Linked DNA regions of Ovis aries: region 2 is linked to region 1. Evidence: chromatin contacts called from public Hi-C data. All regions are on one chromosome and are shown on one strand. The core of a region is the stretch at or near the end of the contact, and the rest is flanking DNA. Distances in the headings are between cores, read along the strand shown.

Region 1 (7,149 bases), core at 1,936-4,435:
TCTGATAATGAGTGATATTGAGCATCTTTTCATGTGTTTGTTAGTGCAGGCAGATTCTTTACCAGCTGAACTACCAGGGAAGAACTCACTCCTAACCCATCTCAAAACGGCTCTGACACTGTTTCCTTCCAACCACCCCAAGGGAAAAACTCCCCTCCTTCCACACCCAGCCCGTATGTGACCCAAAGCCCTTACTTGACCCACATGCAGTTTTTCTTTCCTCCCCATTCAACTATTCTTCTCCTGCAGTAATTTATTATATGGATTGGTTTAGCCTGTCTCTTAGAAAGAAAAAAGCCTTCCTCAGGAAAAAATTGAGCTGAAAATGACAGGATTTGCTTTTGCAGGCACTGTGGGCAGGGAGGACTACTCAGCCCTCCTGAGCCTTTAGGGGACCCTGGAGGCAGATGGACTTCTCATGGTGGACAGAAGTCGGGGCAGAGCCCAGGTTGCAAATTAATGACCCGAGCTCCTAGTTGGGCCTGAGTGGGTGGGACAAGGACCCCAGGGGTGTGTGTGTGTGTGTGTGTGAGAGAGAGAGATAAACCTCAACCCAAGGGCTTCCCTAGGGAATGGGGGACCCCCTGAGTTCCTGGTATCTGGGGCTGGCCACCATTTCCTTTCCCTGCCCCCTTGCTGCTGCCAACCCAGTGTGAGAATAAGACAGTGGCCTAAGAGTTGACCCAGGCTGCTTTGGAGGAATTTTTGGAGGGGTTATGTAAAGCTAATCGCATTCCTGCCTTTGCAGTCCTGTATGTAAGGACCACCTTCGCCCTGTGGCCTCAGGTGTTTCTGGGGTCTTCCTTTCCTGGTTGTAAGAAGTGAAGTGCAGCCTTCACTCCATCCTAACACTGCCCAGTGGCCACCGTCCCTGTCCCAGAGAGCGTGGGGTTGGGCAGGGGAGGCGGACCACTTTCACTTAGTCTGTCTGCAGATACGTCCTTGGTGCTTCTTGAAGCAGAGCTCCATGGCAAGCCCTGGGAACAGATGAAGGTGAGTGAGAAGGATCACCCAGTCTGGATGTGATCATACGTTTGAGAAAACACATCCACTGCCCACTCCTCCTCAGTTGTCACAGCATCGTTGAGAGGATCCAGAAGAAGAATCTCTTGTTCACAACGGAGAAAAATGAAAGCTGTAGGTTCTGCTGACATTGTAGAGTAACTGTCGTTTTTGTAGGCACTGACAAAGCTGTTTACCTCTGTGACAGGACGCAACTATAGATGGCCTCAGCTTTGAGCCAATCCCCAGATCTACCATCTGTCTGCAGGGGCTGGGACCTGCCCTGGGTAATGGCCATAACCGGTCCCACAGCAGCTGCAGTCCTGTGGGAGCCCAAGCCCTTTGTACTATGGCTGGAGCCTGGCGCCCCCTGGTGGCACCCTGCAGCCCCTGCCGGCCTCACTAGAGGCCTGCCTATTGGGGTGTATATGCTAAGTCGCTTGAGTTATGTCCGACTCTTCGCGATCCTATGGACTGTAACCCGCCAGGCTCCTCTGTCCGTGGGATTCTCCAGGCAAGAATACTGGAGTGAGTATCTATGCTCTCCTCCAGGGAATCTCCATGACCCAGCGATCGAAGCCATATCTCTTACGTCTGCTGCACTGGCAGGTGCGTTCTTTACCACAGGTGCCACCTGGGCAGCTCCAGCCATTAGGAGACCAGCCACTAATTCACCAGCCTCATTTTATCAAGTTGGACCCCGAAGCCCAGGGAAGGGCCAGCAGGGCTTTTGGAGACAGAACGATCTCTATTCTGCTCTGCGGAATTGGGTGGAGCGTTATTGTTCTTGTTGCCAGAAATCAGAATTGAGAGGAGGAAGGCAGAACTCTGGCAATTCCTGAGCCTTCCTTTATCCTCATTATCGTGAGGAAAATCAAAGCTTGGATCTGTGCAGCATCACCTCCAGTCCTCATCTCCACCCCACCCTTGCCCATGGTCCTCTCCCAACACACTCTTTTGGTGTTGTGATCTGAAATGGCAGAACCTCGGGGGTGAGAAGTCCCTTGCCCACTACTAGGGCTTCACTGAGTCATTCAGACACAGTCAGTTATGCTCCTACCCCTGAGCTGGGGAGGGAGCCAGGGGTGGGGGAAGGGACACTGAGCAGGGAAGACGCAGAGGCTCCTGGGACCAGGGCGGGGGGCTGGGCAGGGGGAGGTGGTGGTGGTTTGCTGGCACTGGTGGGGTTGGAAATCTAAGTCAGAACTTGAGTCTTAGACAGCTGTGTGACCTTGGGCTAGTATCTTTGCCTCTCTGAGCCTCACGTTTCTTAGTCAGAAAGTGGGAAATTATAGCAATACTTTAACAGCCTTACTTAGAAAAAAGAAAAAAAGAGCACAGATTTTGGAGTTAGACTTTGTTTCAAACCCTGGATCTCCACTGACTAGTTACGTGGCTTGAGGCTAGTTACTTAATGTCTCTGAGACTCAGTTTCTGAATCTGTAAAATGGATTGTTGTAGGAACTCACTGAGGTGATTGAGCTGGGAGCACTTTAGAAAATTCAAGGCTGTACAAGTGATTCTGGTTTTTATCTTTATCTTGGAATAGAGGCACTGGGAAATGGCTACCAGATACTGGCCTCCCTACCCAGGAATAAGAACAGGCACACCAGTTCTCATTGCGCATCTATCTGCTATCCGGGGAGAGGTTTCTCCCTACCTGGGTCCCCACTCCTTTTCACATTCCCCAGTTCCCTGAGGCATCTCTCCCGTTCCATCTTGTTCTAATCACAGATGCACAGGAAGTCCTGAGTCTCCAGCCTTCATCCCTGGAGTCTCAGAGCCACAGCCTCAATCTTCTGCCCAGAGGGAATCTGCTTGAGTATTTGGGTTAACCCTGGGGAGGCAGGCAGGGCTGTTCTGAGTTCTGCAATCAGAACCTTTCAGTTATCCTGCATTCCCAGGACCCCATCCTTCTTGAACTAAGCCTGCTCTGGCGCCCGAAGGCAGACGGGGGCCTGCAGGAGACTGATCGTGGCCCACTTTAACCCATTATGCTGCCAGTGTGACACCCACAACACTGCCCTGTCCCCCTCTTGTCCCTGGTCCTGGTGCTGGCGTTGCAGGCACCAGGGAGATGGTGGGAGGAGGGGGTGAGGGCTGGGGAGGGAGAGAGGCTGACAGGAGGCGGGGACTCGGGGGGCTGAGGACTATAAAAGGGCCGTGGTCAAGGACAGAGTGGGGTCCATCCAGCCTGAGGCAGGCACTGATTTTGTCCAGCGCCCACTCGCTCAGGACTCAGGGTAAGTGGGCTCAGCCTGTTCCTAGCTCTGGGGCCGGGGGGCTCAGAGGGGCCAAGGGTGGGTTGTGTGGAAGGATATGGTGCTTTGCAGGGCTGGGGGCCTCCAGAGGCCTGAGGTCCTGCTTGGGTCTAGCTCTACACTTGGACAAATCCATTACTTTGGGAGAGCAGCCTGCTGGCTAGAAGCCTGCAGGTGTGCGCCGGGCAGGGGGTGGTGGCTGTGAGTCCGTGTGTGTGGCCATCCCTCCTGGTGACACGGGCTGCGGTGTCCTCTCCAGGACTTGCATCTGCGTGTCTATCCCTGGCAGAGTGGCTGAGGGAAAGTGGGGTGGAAGGCTGTGGATTTCTGCCCCTTGGTTCACAAGTCCCTTCTGTGCACCCCCACCCTGTAGGGGAGCTGGAGCACCCCTACTTCCCACAGCCCCTCCCCTCCAACTCTCACCCGTAGCTGCCTCTTCAGAGCCATCAGGCCCTGGTGTCTGGAGTCCTGGGTCTCCTACCCAAGTCCCAACCCCCTACTTCTCTGCTACACTTTTCTGCTTTGCCGAGGCCCTAGCTGAGCTCCAGCTGCTGTTCTGCTCTGAAGAGGGGCCTGGTGAGCTCTCCAGGGCAGATCTAGGAGGTGGGGTGATCAGCTCCCAGTAGCCCTTTGCTCTGCCCCTTGGTCTCCAGGCTTGGAGAAATGAGTGATGGGCTACGGGGAGGGGGGCGGGGTGGGCACTCTGCTCCCTCTATCTCCCTGATCCTGGCTCCTCAGATGGCTGCCGCGCACCGCTGCCTCTTCCTGCTCCTTCTGTCCACGTGCGTGGCTCTGTTGCTGCAGCCACCCCTGGGTGCCCTGGGAGCCTCGCTGGAGCCAGAGTATCCGGGGGACAATGCCACGCCAGAGCAAATGGCCCAGTATGCGGCTGAGCTCCGCAGATACATCAACATGCTGACCAGGCCCAGGTGAGTGTGAGACGGGGAGAGAGGCCCCAGCCAAGACCCCAGGCCCAGCCACTTCCATGTTCTTTGGGAGCAGAGTATCTCTACAGTCTGGCCCAGGCCCCTGTGCCCTGGGCAGGATGGTGCCCAGGGATAGGCATGAGGCAGGTGAACTGGTACCTGGCCATAGGGCTGGCCCCAGCTGTCTCTCCCCTCCCAGGTATGGGAAAAGAGACAAAGAAGGCACGCTGGACTTCTTGGAGTGTGGGTCTCCCCACTCAGCGGTCCCCAGGTGGGTTTTGTTCTTTGTCCTGTGTGCCCAGATGCCTGGAGCAGGAAATGGGGGTGTGTAGAATGGGGGAGAACAGGTGCCTGAGGTCTCCAGAGGGCACAAGGACTACTCACTCACACTGCCATGTTTTGCCCTCTTCTTGCAGGGAGATCAGTACAATGGACTCATAATGCCACCTCCTGCTCCTCTGACTCCAGGGTGAGGCTGGCCCAGCTCTCCCACCTGCACCCTTGGCTCTGGCTGTAGCTTGCTCCCTGCTTCCATATTGGCTAAATAAAGCAAATCAAAGTTCTTAGCCTCACTGTCTCTGTGTCTCTGTGGACCCCTGGTTGGGGCAGAAGCAGGCCAAATGCACAGGAAGAAAGGGGCAGGCAGAGAGAAGGGAACCGAGGGTGTTATGACGGATCCAGAACGTCTGGAGGGTCATCAGAGCCATTTAATTCATCCTGTCCACTTCACAGAGGGGCAAGTTGTGGCCCAGGGGGAGACAGGGACTCCCCCAAGGTCATTCAGAAAGTCAGTGAAACTTCAATCGTCCCATTTCACACCTCTAGACCCTCCCAATCATTGGCTTGATGGCAGCCCTGCCCCCAAATGGATCCCCACCAACGTGTTCTTATAGCCTAGGCAGTAGGTGAAGTGCTAGTTTGTCCTAGAGAGAGTCCAGCCCAGAGGAACAACTGGGGTTAAGACAGTCACGGTTTACATTGGGGCATTTGGAGTTGCCCTCCTTGGGGCGGTGAGAGGTGGGTCACTGTGCATGATGGGCTGAAGTGTGGCCCCTCACAGGCACAGCACACAGCAGAAGCATGGCCGGAAGAGGGGGACAGAGATGGGGAGGGGTCTGGAGATAGTGTCACGTGAAATTGTTGGGAAAATGAGCGTCTGTGTGCCAGGGGCATTTAACCCTCTCAACGACTCTGTGAGGGGGGAGATACTGTTATCCTCACTCTGCAAAGGAGGAAACCGAGGCTCAGAGAGGTCCAGCATTTTGTCCAAGGTCGGGCAGCAGATGGTAATCCAATACAGGGACACAGCATCGATTTTAGAGTCAGATGAACCTGGGTTTGAATCCCGGATTGGCCATATTCCCTCTGTGTGCTTTTGGGCAGATCCATAACCTCTCTGAGTCTCAGGTTCCTCATCTGTAAAATGGAAAGAATGATAGGGTTGTAGTGAGCAGGACATGAAATGATGCACGTGAAGTTTTTAGCATGGCCCTTAACCCAGGAACGCGCTCAGCAGACCAGAGCTTCTGAGGGGCAGACTTGCAGCCAAGCAGCTGTTTCCATGAAGTGTGGCGGAAAGACATGAGCAGAGGGATGACTGGTCTTCAAACAAACACAGCTTCAGCTTATGGAGGGTTAGGGTTACCTCCACGTGCCTCCAGAAAAGGGCTCCAGAAGGCAGACATTGCTGGACTGTAAGGAAGCATCACTGAAGAACCAGAAAGCTGGGAAGAACTTGTTCTGAGAGACAGTGAACTCCTGGGCAAGCCAAGTCGCAGAAGGGAGGCTGCAGGAGGAAGCTGACCTTACAGGGAGGAGGTTGGATTAGCTGAGTGATGGCCACCTCCAGGAGACCAATCTGTGGTCTGCACGCTCCAGTTCAGGGAGGGAGAGAAGCCGGACTCTGCCTGGGGAGGCATGGGCTGCGGAGGGGTCTTAGTGGCCTTTGCCAGCCCTCCTCTTCTCGGGCATCTTGAATAAGGCGGGTGGGATGTGTGTCTATGTGTGACTGAGAGGGAGCGCCCTCATCTCTCTCCTCTTTTCCTGGCCTAGGAGCACCTGTGGATAAGGGACCGTCACGGTGGGGCTGGGAGCAAGAAGTGAGAGAATGTAAATCTTTGTGGTTCCTGGAATGCCTCCTTCTGCTTCTCTCACATGCTCTGCCTGAAGGGATGAAGCCTGTCGGTTTGGGGAATGAGGGGATCCACTTTCCTGGGCTCAGCACCTCATGTTGAACACATGGCAATGACACCAGAGTTGTGGTTCCCCTCAAGTTCTGGCTGTGCAAACAACTCAAAAGTGGACCTAGGCCCTAAAAGTCAAAGGGCTAGCAAGGATGCCACACTGGGCAAGTGCATGGCTCAGGCAAGGGGGTGTCTGGGAGGAATGCTGGTTTCAGCAGAAGAACAGTTTGGATGATGGAGCCTGAAGTCCCAGAATTTTCTCTGGCAGCTAAGGGGATGGGTTCTGAGTGGGGAGAGGTGTAGATACTTCCCAGAGGCAGGAATTGGGATTCTACTCAGAACATCCCTGTGTGAGAGTTGGATGAGGATGGGGCCTCTGCCCCTGCCCAGGCCTCTCTGATGGTCCCCAGTTCCCAGAGGAGACAGCTTCTTAGGGACAGGCCTAGGTAAGCTCCTGCCTTCCCTTTGCTCTGCTCACAGCCAGAGGGGCCAAGATGATCCCTGAAGCCAAGGCAGGACTTATGCTCTGCACACTGTGGGGGGTGGGGTGGGTGGGTGCTTGTTTGCAGGCTGGCATCACGGCTGCCCTGCTCTGTGTAGAAACTTGAGGGGGGCGGGTGTTAAATCTGGCTGGAGTCCCTCCTCTGAGGTGGCTGGGATCCACTTCCCTCACCTATGCTCTCCCTCTTGGTTGCTGTTCAGTTGCTCAGTCGTGTCCAATTCTTTGTGACCCCATGGACTGCAGCACTGCCAGGCTTCCCTGTCCTTCACTATCTC
Region 2 (7,149 bases), core at 1,414-3,913, 170 kb before region 1:
AGGGGCTCCCTCAAGCCCCCATTTGAGAGTGTAATCCGGAACAGCCTTTTAGAACAGTTTGTCAGTCTGTGAAAATCATATGTGTCATAAAAAGAAACATTTAATTGCTCTTTTTTTTTTGGCCCCACTGAGCAGCTTGTGGGATCTTAGTTCCCTGACCAGGGATTGAACCTGGGTCCTGGCAATAAGAGTGCTGAGTCCTAACCACTAGACTGCCAGCAAATTCCCTTAATTGCTCTTTAAAACTACAAGGGCAGCTAAGGAGGTCAATCCTATTAAGGAAACTTCTGGGTCTTTGAGCTGTTGGTGGAGTACTTGGCTCTTTTTGTTAACTTCAGTTCAGTTTAGTCACTCAGTCGTGTCTGACTCTTTGCGACCCCATGAATCACAGCACGCCAGGCCTCCCTGTCCATCACCAACTCCCGGAGTTCACCCAAACCCACATCCATCGAGTCGGTGATGCCATCCAGCCATCTCATCCTGGGTCGTCCCCTTCTCCTCCTGCCCCCAGTCCCTCGCAGCATCAGAGTCTTTTCCAGTGAGTCAACTCTTCGCATGAGGTGGCCAAAGTACTGGAGTTTCAGCCCCAGCATCATTCCTTCCAAAGAACACCCAGGACTGATCTCCTTTAGAATGGACTAGTTAGGTGCTCTAATATTTGGGAGGGGAAGGAGTTATGCATAGGAGGGCCTGGAACTGACTTGGGGAATAGCCAAAGGAAAGCTGAAGAAGTCCTAGGATATTCCCTGAGTGGGGAGGGTGGGGTGAAAGTGTGGGGAAGGGTGGAGGGCGGGGGATAAGAGGTGGGGGTGGGGAAAGGAAGGGTAGGAGGAGGGGTTGATCATAGGACTGGTGTTGGATCCAAATTGTAGAAATAGCCAAGGTCTTGTTTGAAGGACATAGATGCCTAATCTCCGACCATCAGTTGTTTGCATTGTAGTGAAGTGAATTCCTGGGTTTCCTAAATCTTGGGTAAAACATGCTTTGTTTTTTATTAAGATTGAAATTAAGGCCAAGTTCCATTTGGGAGATGGGGGACGTGCTGCAGAATGAGACCGAGATGCCCTGGGTGGGGTCACATCTCTAACAGCTAAAGGACTTTGGAGCCAGTGGTGACTAATAGCATAAATTCTTCAAGGATTTTGAACCCCCAAATCCATAGGTGGAGGTTGAGGCAATTTCCTGTTAATCAGTTTTTCTTCTTTTTGTGTGTTGGTTTATTTTTCCTCTCTTTTTTTCTCTTTGGTCTTTTTTTTTTCTTTTCTCCTGTCAATCTGAAGAATGGAGCGATCTTTTTTTTAAGTTAGTTTTTACTGGCAGATAGTTGATTTCTTATCGTTTGGTTTACATTGACAAACGCTCTGGTCAGAATAGATCTTAAGGATACAAAGATGTTGGTCATATTGTTATTTAAAGTAGATTTTTAAAAAAGGAACCTAATCTAACCAATCTATTGGGTTTCCCTGGGTGGCTCAGACGGTAGACCCATGTTTGATCCCTGGGTTGGGAAGATCCCGTGGAGAAGGAAATGGCAGCCCACTCCAGTATTCTTGCCTGGAGAATCCCATGCACAGAGGGGCCTGGTGGGGTCTCAAAGAGTCGGACACGACTGAGAGACTAACACTGCATAAGTCATGGGCCAACCATACAACAGAATTGATGCACCTATTTAAAATATTATATGGACTTAACAGTTATTGCCACAGAAACATGTTAAATGAAAAAAATCAGGCTATAAATAGCATCTGGTGTATAATTTCATTCTATGAGAGAAAAAATATTCCTGTGGATATATATCCAGAGAAAAACATTGCATTAGAATATAACTGTATTTCTATGTGGGCTTCCCAGGTGGTGCTAGTGGTAAAGAACCCTCCTGCCAATACAAGAGACTCAAGAGACACGGGTTCGATGCCTGGGTCTTGAAGATCCCCAGGAGAAGGAAATAGCAATCCACTCTAGTATTCTTGCCTGGAGAAACCCATGGATAGAGGAGCCTGGCAGGCTACAGTCCATAGAGTCGCAAAGAGTGGCACACATACATGTATTTCTATGTAATTCCAACAACATGTTAATATAACTTTAATTCTGAAAAGAATACAAACCACTAAGCATGCCTCAGCTCTGTTTAGGAGGGATCTAAAATGGGAAGTGGGAGGGGATGGTCTATTCTCTGGGCTGGAGAGGGGAGATTGGGCCCAGGCTCTCTCCCATCCCCACCCCTACCTTCCTCCCTACCCCTCCTCTTCTGCCCCCACCGGGTGCTCCTTACCCTGTTCAGCTGACCAGGCCAGCTGGTTGCTCACAGTCTCCACAATCATGTTGGCAGCGTCTTCATCTTGGAACAGGGCTTTGATCTGCTGCAGCTCACCGGAGAACAGGGCATTGTGCACAGCTGGGTCCCGGCAGGAACGGCGTGGCCTAGTGAGCCGGGCCTGGGAATCTGGGGGGCATCTTTGGCTCCGGCACTGCTGGGCTGCTGCCCGCCGCCGGTCCTCCCATTCCAGCCACTCCCGCTGCAGGCGGAGAGAGCGCAGGGTGGAGGAGGTGAAGGGGAAGGTCTCCTCTGCCATGGCAGGGGGGCCCAGGGCGGGGGATCCAGGAGTCTGGGCGGCAGCAGCTGGGCAGGGCTGGTTCCCTCGCCTGACTGCCACCCTTGCTCTGAGGAGCCACCCTGCCCCCTCACTCGTAACCCAAAGAAAGGAGCAGCTGAGGCTATAAATAGGCCCTTCGCTGCTCTGATAAACAGGGTTTGCCCAGAGTCATGATCTTGGTGCAGAGAAGGTGTTGGGCCAACCCCCAGCCCAGGGTTGGGATGGCCCCTGTGGATACCCTCTGACGGGGGAGCTGGCCCCCAGATGAACCCCAGGTCTGCATTCTCCCACTTTCCTGGAGTATCTTGGGTCGGCCAGGTCCGAGGTAAATGAGTCAATCAGAAATAGACTGGACAGGGCTCTCTGATGTTGGCTGGAAACCAGGCCCCAGCCCAGGAAATACCGGCAGGTCACATCGGAGTTCCAACAGCTCTGCTCAGCATCTGCATTAACAACACTAACTCCGCACATATGGGCCCAGAGCTTTAGAATACTCAGATTGTTTTTATATCCACCTTTACTCAGATCACCATACAGATTTCTTGGCTCTTCCCGGGTAAACAGCACCTTGGTTTTGACAATAAATTATATGATCAGGCTGATTATCACAGTTTGAACTCCTCTGAGATGGGTGGTCTTATGTCTGTTTCATGGATGAGGCACTTAAGGCTTAGCAAGGTGAAACCACTTGCTCAAGGTCACAGCTTGTGACGGGGAGCCAGGCTGGGGTCCTGTGCGTCTGACTCCAGAGATGGAATGATTCAGGAAGAGCGCCTCTCCCCACCTTCCAAGCAGGACAGCATGGTCCCTAACGCTGCCTTCAGTGAATCTTGGTTAGGCTTTTCTTATTTGATTTTCCCTAGCTCCTAAAAGGGCTCACATGCCTGCCTGAGGAGGACCAAGGGCTTGACCTCACAACTCTGGGGACCATGGAGACCTTCAAGCTGCAAAACCACTCACCCAAAGTGCTCTGCTCTTGGGAGCCTCTAGGGGGAGGAATGAGGCCGTGAAACCGCACTAGCTGCTGTGGGTTCCCAGCAGTAAAGGGGAGGGCGGGAGGGAGGCTGGCCAATCCTGGCCCCAGAAGCTCTCCTCAGCTCTGGGTGGAGGGTGGCCTCTGGGCCCCTCAGGGTCGGCCTGTCCCTATCCTGCCCTGACTGCAGGTGCACGCCCTGGCTGTCCCGCTCCACACACACACACACACACACACACACTCCACCTCATTCCCACATTTTCAATTACCATCTCAAGACCTTTAACCCGGACCAGCTTAGCCTCCTACCTGGTATCCCCTCTTCTGCTCCACTGCCCATAGGGAAGGATCTATCTGAAATGGTTCATTTCCCAGCTTAAAAACGTTTGCTGAATTCTGCCCTCTCCCACTAAACCCCGTGCCCTGGTTTGGCTCCGCGTCAGGCACCATTCCCCTCACATTTCCTAGCCCTTCCCTCCGCTTGGAAGTCCCTTCTGATTCATCCCTCAAAGTCCACCTCAAAGGTCACCTGCTCCGGGAGACACCTGCTCAGGTCTCCCACCCCTGAGGCTCCAGCCTCTCCCCATCCATGCTCCTGGAGGACCGCTTGTGTCATGTACTGTGGCCCACAGCTTGCTGCCCTGGATATGGGCTCCAGAGCAGGACCTGAGTGGGTTCAGTTGGGTTTCTGGTCCCCTGCAGGACATGGCACACAGTAGGTCTTGTCGCAGGCTGGCCTCCTGTGAGTAGCATGTTGACTGAAGAACCCCGTTCTCCACCAGAGCGGACACACATCTGCCTGCCCATGTGTGTGGCAGCAGCCTAGGCTGTTTCTGGCTCTGCCTTTACCCAGAGTTCACCCACTCTGGCCCCAGCTTCTTGGTGGTATTCCAGGGTGGGGAATCCCAGAGAAGCAATGAGATCATGCCCAGCGAGGGCTTAGAGATCCTCAGAGAAAGGCGCCTCTATAAATGCAGGTGTGATTAACCCTGTTGGCACCCATTTGGTGTTTTAATTGCCCCGCCAACAGCCCAGCTGAGCACCCACATCTGGGTTCCCAGGGTTGGGAGCTGGCAAGGTGGGTGGGGCCGTGAGGGGCCTTCTCCGAGGTTCACAGTAGTCATTGTGAGCGGGGCCTGAGGCTGTGCTGACCTCCCCAGCCTCTCTGCAGCCTTCTTGCCACAGGCCTGAAGGTGCTGACTACAGCTCAGTCCCCAGAGACACATATGTTCTGTGTCCTGTCCTTAGCCTTAACTTCCTGAGGGCAGAGGAACTATACACAGCATTAACTTCCTGAGGCCTTTACTTTAACCCACACAGGAACCCACAGGGAGCCCAGTTTTATTGGCAGAAACCGGGCCAGGTGGCTGGATACCCAGCCTGTCTTCTGGGAGCTCAGAGCCTATGGGGTGATGGAGTACACAAGAAACCAGGACATCTGTCAGGATGGTTAAGAGTGAAGAACAGAGCTCCAAGGGGCTGAGGGGGGATGGGTACACAGGCCGGGAGAACAGGTGGTTTAGCTGCACGAAGACCACTGGAGTAGAAGGGCTCTGGCCCAGATCTAAGCTAGAGAGGCAGAGCTGGGGAGTTAGTGGGGGAAGAGATGGAACTATGCGGTGTGCTCAGGTGTTGTTCAGTCACCAAGTTGTGTCTGACTCTTCCTGGTCAGCCCTCTAGGCTTCCTGGTCCCTCACCATTTCCCGGAGTCTGCCCAAATTCATGTCCATTGAATCGGTGAAGCCATCCAACCACTTCAGGTAGGTGTTCAAGCAGGAAGACTAAGTGAGAGTGTGAAAGGGCAGAACTGGTGAATTAGCTCCTGCCTGTTCCCAGGCTTGGGCCACAAAAGCCTTCTAGAAAAGTCCCACTGCAACCAGCCGCCAGGTGAACATGGAGTTCCTAGGGCACTTGCTCCCTTCAGCTTTGAGGCTGGGATCCATGGGATCTCTTTGGAAACAGGGAAAATAACACCTTCCCCAGAGCAGTGCCAAGTCTATTGGAGGCACCGACTTACAGCTGCCTGGTGAAAGCTGAGGCAGAGGCAGGCAAAACCGGCCATCAAACTGGGCTCACATCCCCTCAACCGTATGTTAAGAGCATCTTCCTCTTTTCCCTTCATTCCATAAAGGAAAACAAGGTTGGCTGGTTACTTGGTATAATTAGACCTTTTATACCCCACCCATGACCCTTGTCCAATTCTTGCCTTCAAGGTGGTACAGAGAATCTACAGTGGCGAAGAGTTGCTTGGCAACAGAATAAAGTAGTAGTGGACTCTAACCCAAAGTATAAAATAAATATCCATGAGTCCATACTGATAATAAACAGGTGACTGAACAAGAAATAAGGAAAAACAGACCAATCTTCCATGCCGAATTTCAAATCATCCATGTAGATATTCTGCCCTTCAAGAGGCAGAGAACATAACCCCTCACTCCTTAAGTGTGGGTGGCAGAGTGACTTCCTTCCAAAATCGTGTGGAAAAGGAGAAAAAGAGTAACCTGACAGCGGAGAAACCTGACCAAACCTGACGAACCCTACCTCAGCCAGGTGATCAAAGTCACCACCAGCTCTTGATATGACGCGACGAGAACGTGAGCTCACCTTTGTGCTCTTCCTCTCCCAAACACATAACCCTCGTCTAGTCACGAAAACACACCAGACAAATTCCAACAGGTGGGCATCTGACAATAAGCGAGGCCTGTGCTCCTGGAAGCTGTCATGGCCACTAAGAAACAAGGAAAGTCTGAGAAACTACCACAGCCAAGAGAAGTCTATGCAGACAAGAGGACTAAATGTTGCATGGGATCCTGCAAGAGAAAGAGAGTATTAGGGGAAAACTGGGTTAATGTCAATAAAGCATAGAGTCCAGTTAATAATGTGTCAATACTGGCTCTTAGACTGGCTGTGAGGTATAAGAGAACTCCCTGGAACATCTCTGCAATAATCCTATAAATCTAAAACTGTCAAAAAGTTTATAGGGACTTCTCTGGTGGTCCAGTGGCTAAGACTCTGAGCTCCCAATGCAGAGGGCCTGGGATTGATCCCTGGTTGGGGAACTGGATCCCACATGCTGCAGCTAACAGTTCACATGCTGGAACTAAAGATTCCGTGTGCTACAACTAAGACCCAGTGCAGCAAAAAAAAAAAAAAAGTCTATAAGCAAAAAGAGAAAGAAAATGAGTAGCTTTGGCTCTGTCCTGGCTAAGGCACCAAGGGCAGGGCAGACAGGACAAGGAGCTGAGAGGCTGGGAAAGAGAGGGAGGCAGGTGAAGCAGGCAGCTGCTTTTATTTCAGAATAAGATGCCCCAGCCACAACCATGCCCCCGCACCTTGGAGCCCCAGACACAGGTGAGCTGGGCAGCTATAGGCCTCAAGAGACAAAGCAGAGGGAAGCCTGAGTGTGTTCCCTCCTTGTCCAGAGGGACAAGTTGCCACAAAAGCCACAGCTTCTCTTCGCTCCTCAGCTGTCCTGGGACTAGGGAGTCAAGGGACCAGGCCCCGCATCCTCTAAAGTCAAGCGGAGGTGGGAGAGTGACACACCTTCCCTGCTGGAGGAGAAGGGATATGCACCCGAGCGCT

The links. Hi-C and Micro-C count contacts between places; a contact is called where the count stands out from the background.
Region 2: a Hi-C map of tail adipose tissue shows a contact between it and region 1, with 7 times the contacts expected there. The contact joins the promoter of ASB16 here to the promoter of PPY in region 1. A contact is called at or near these places in 5 of 16 Hi-C or Micro-C datasets (blood, hypothalamus, muscle and 2 more).

Annotation. Positions count from the first base shown.
Region 1 is chr11:43,553,899-43,561,047 of ARS-UI_Ramb_v3.0, reverse strand. PPY (pancreatic polypeptide) reads left to right here and starts at 3,185. Exons shown (of 4, transcript XM_027975444.2): 1 at 3,185-3,245; 2 at 4,002-4,192; 3 at 4,389-4,460; 4 at 4,606-4,755. The coding sequence starts at 4,002. The coding sequence ends at 4,630.
Region 2 is chr11:43,722,907-43,730,055 of ARS-UI_Ramb_v3.0, reverse strand. ASB16 (ankyrin repeat and SOCS box containing 16) reads right to left here and starts at 2,663. Exons shown (of 5, transcript XM_015098825.4): 1 at 2,273-2,663. The coding sequence starts at 2,573. It overlaps HROB (homologous recombination factor with OB-fold), which reads right to left. Exons shown (of 10, transcript XM_042256059.1): 10 at 6,838-7,149.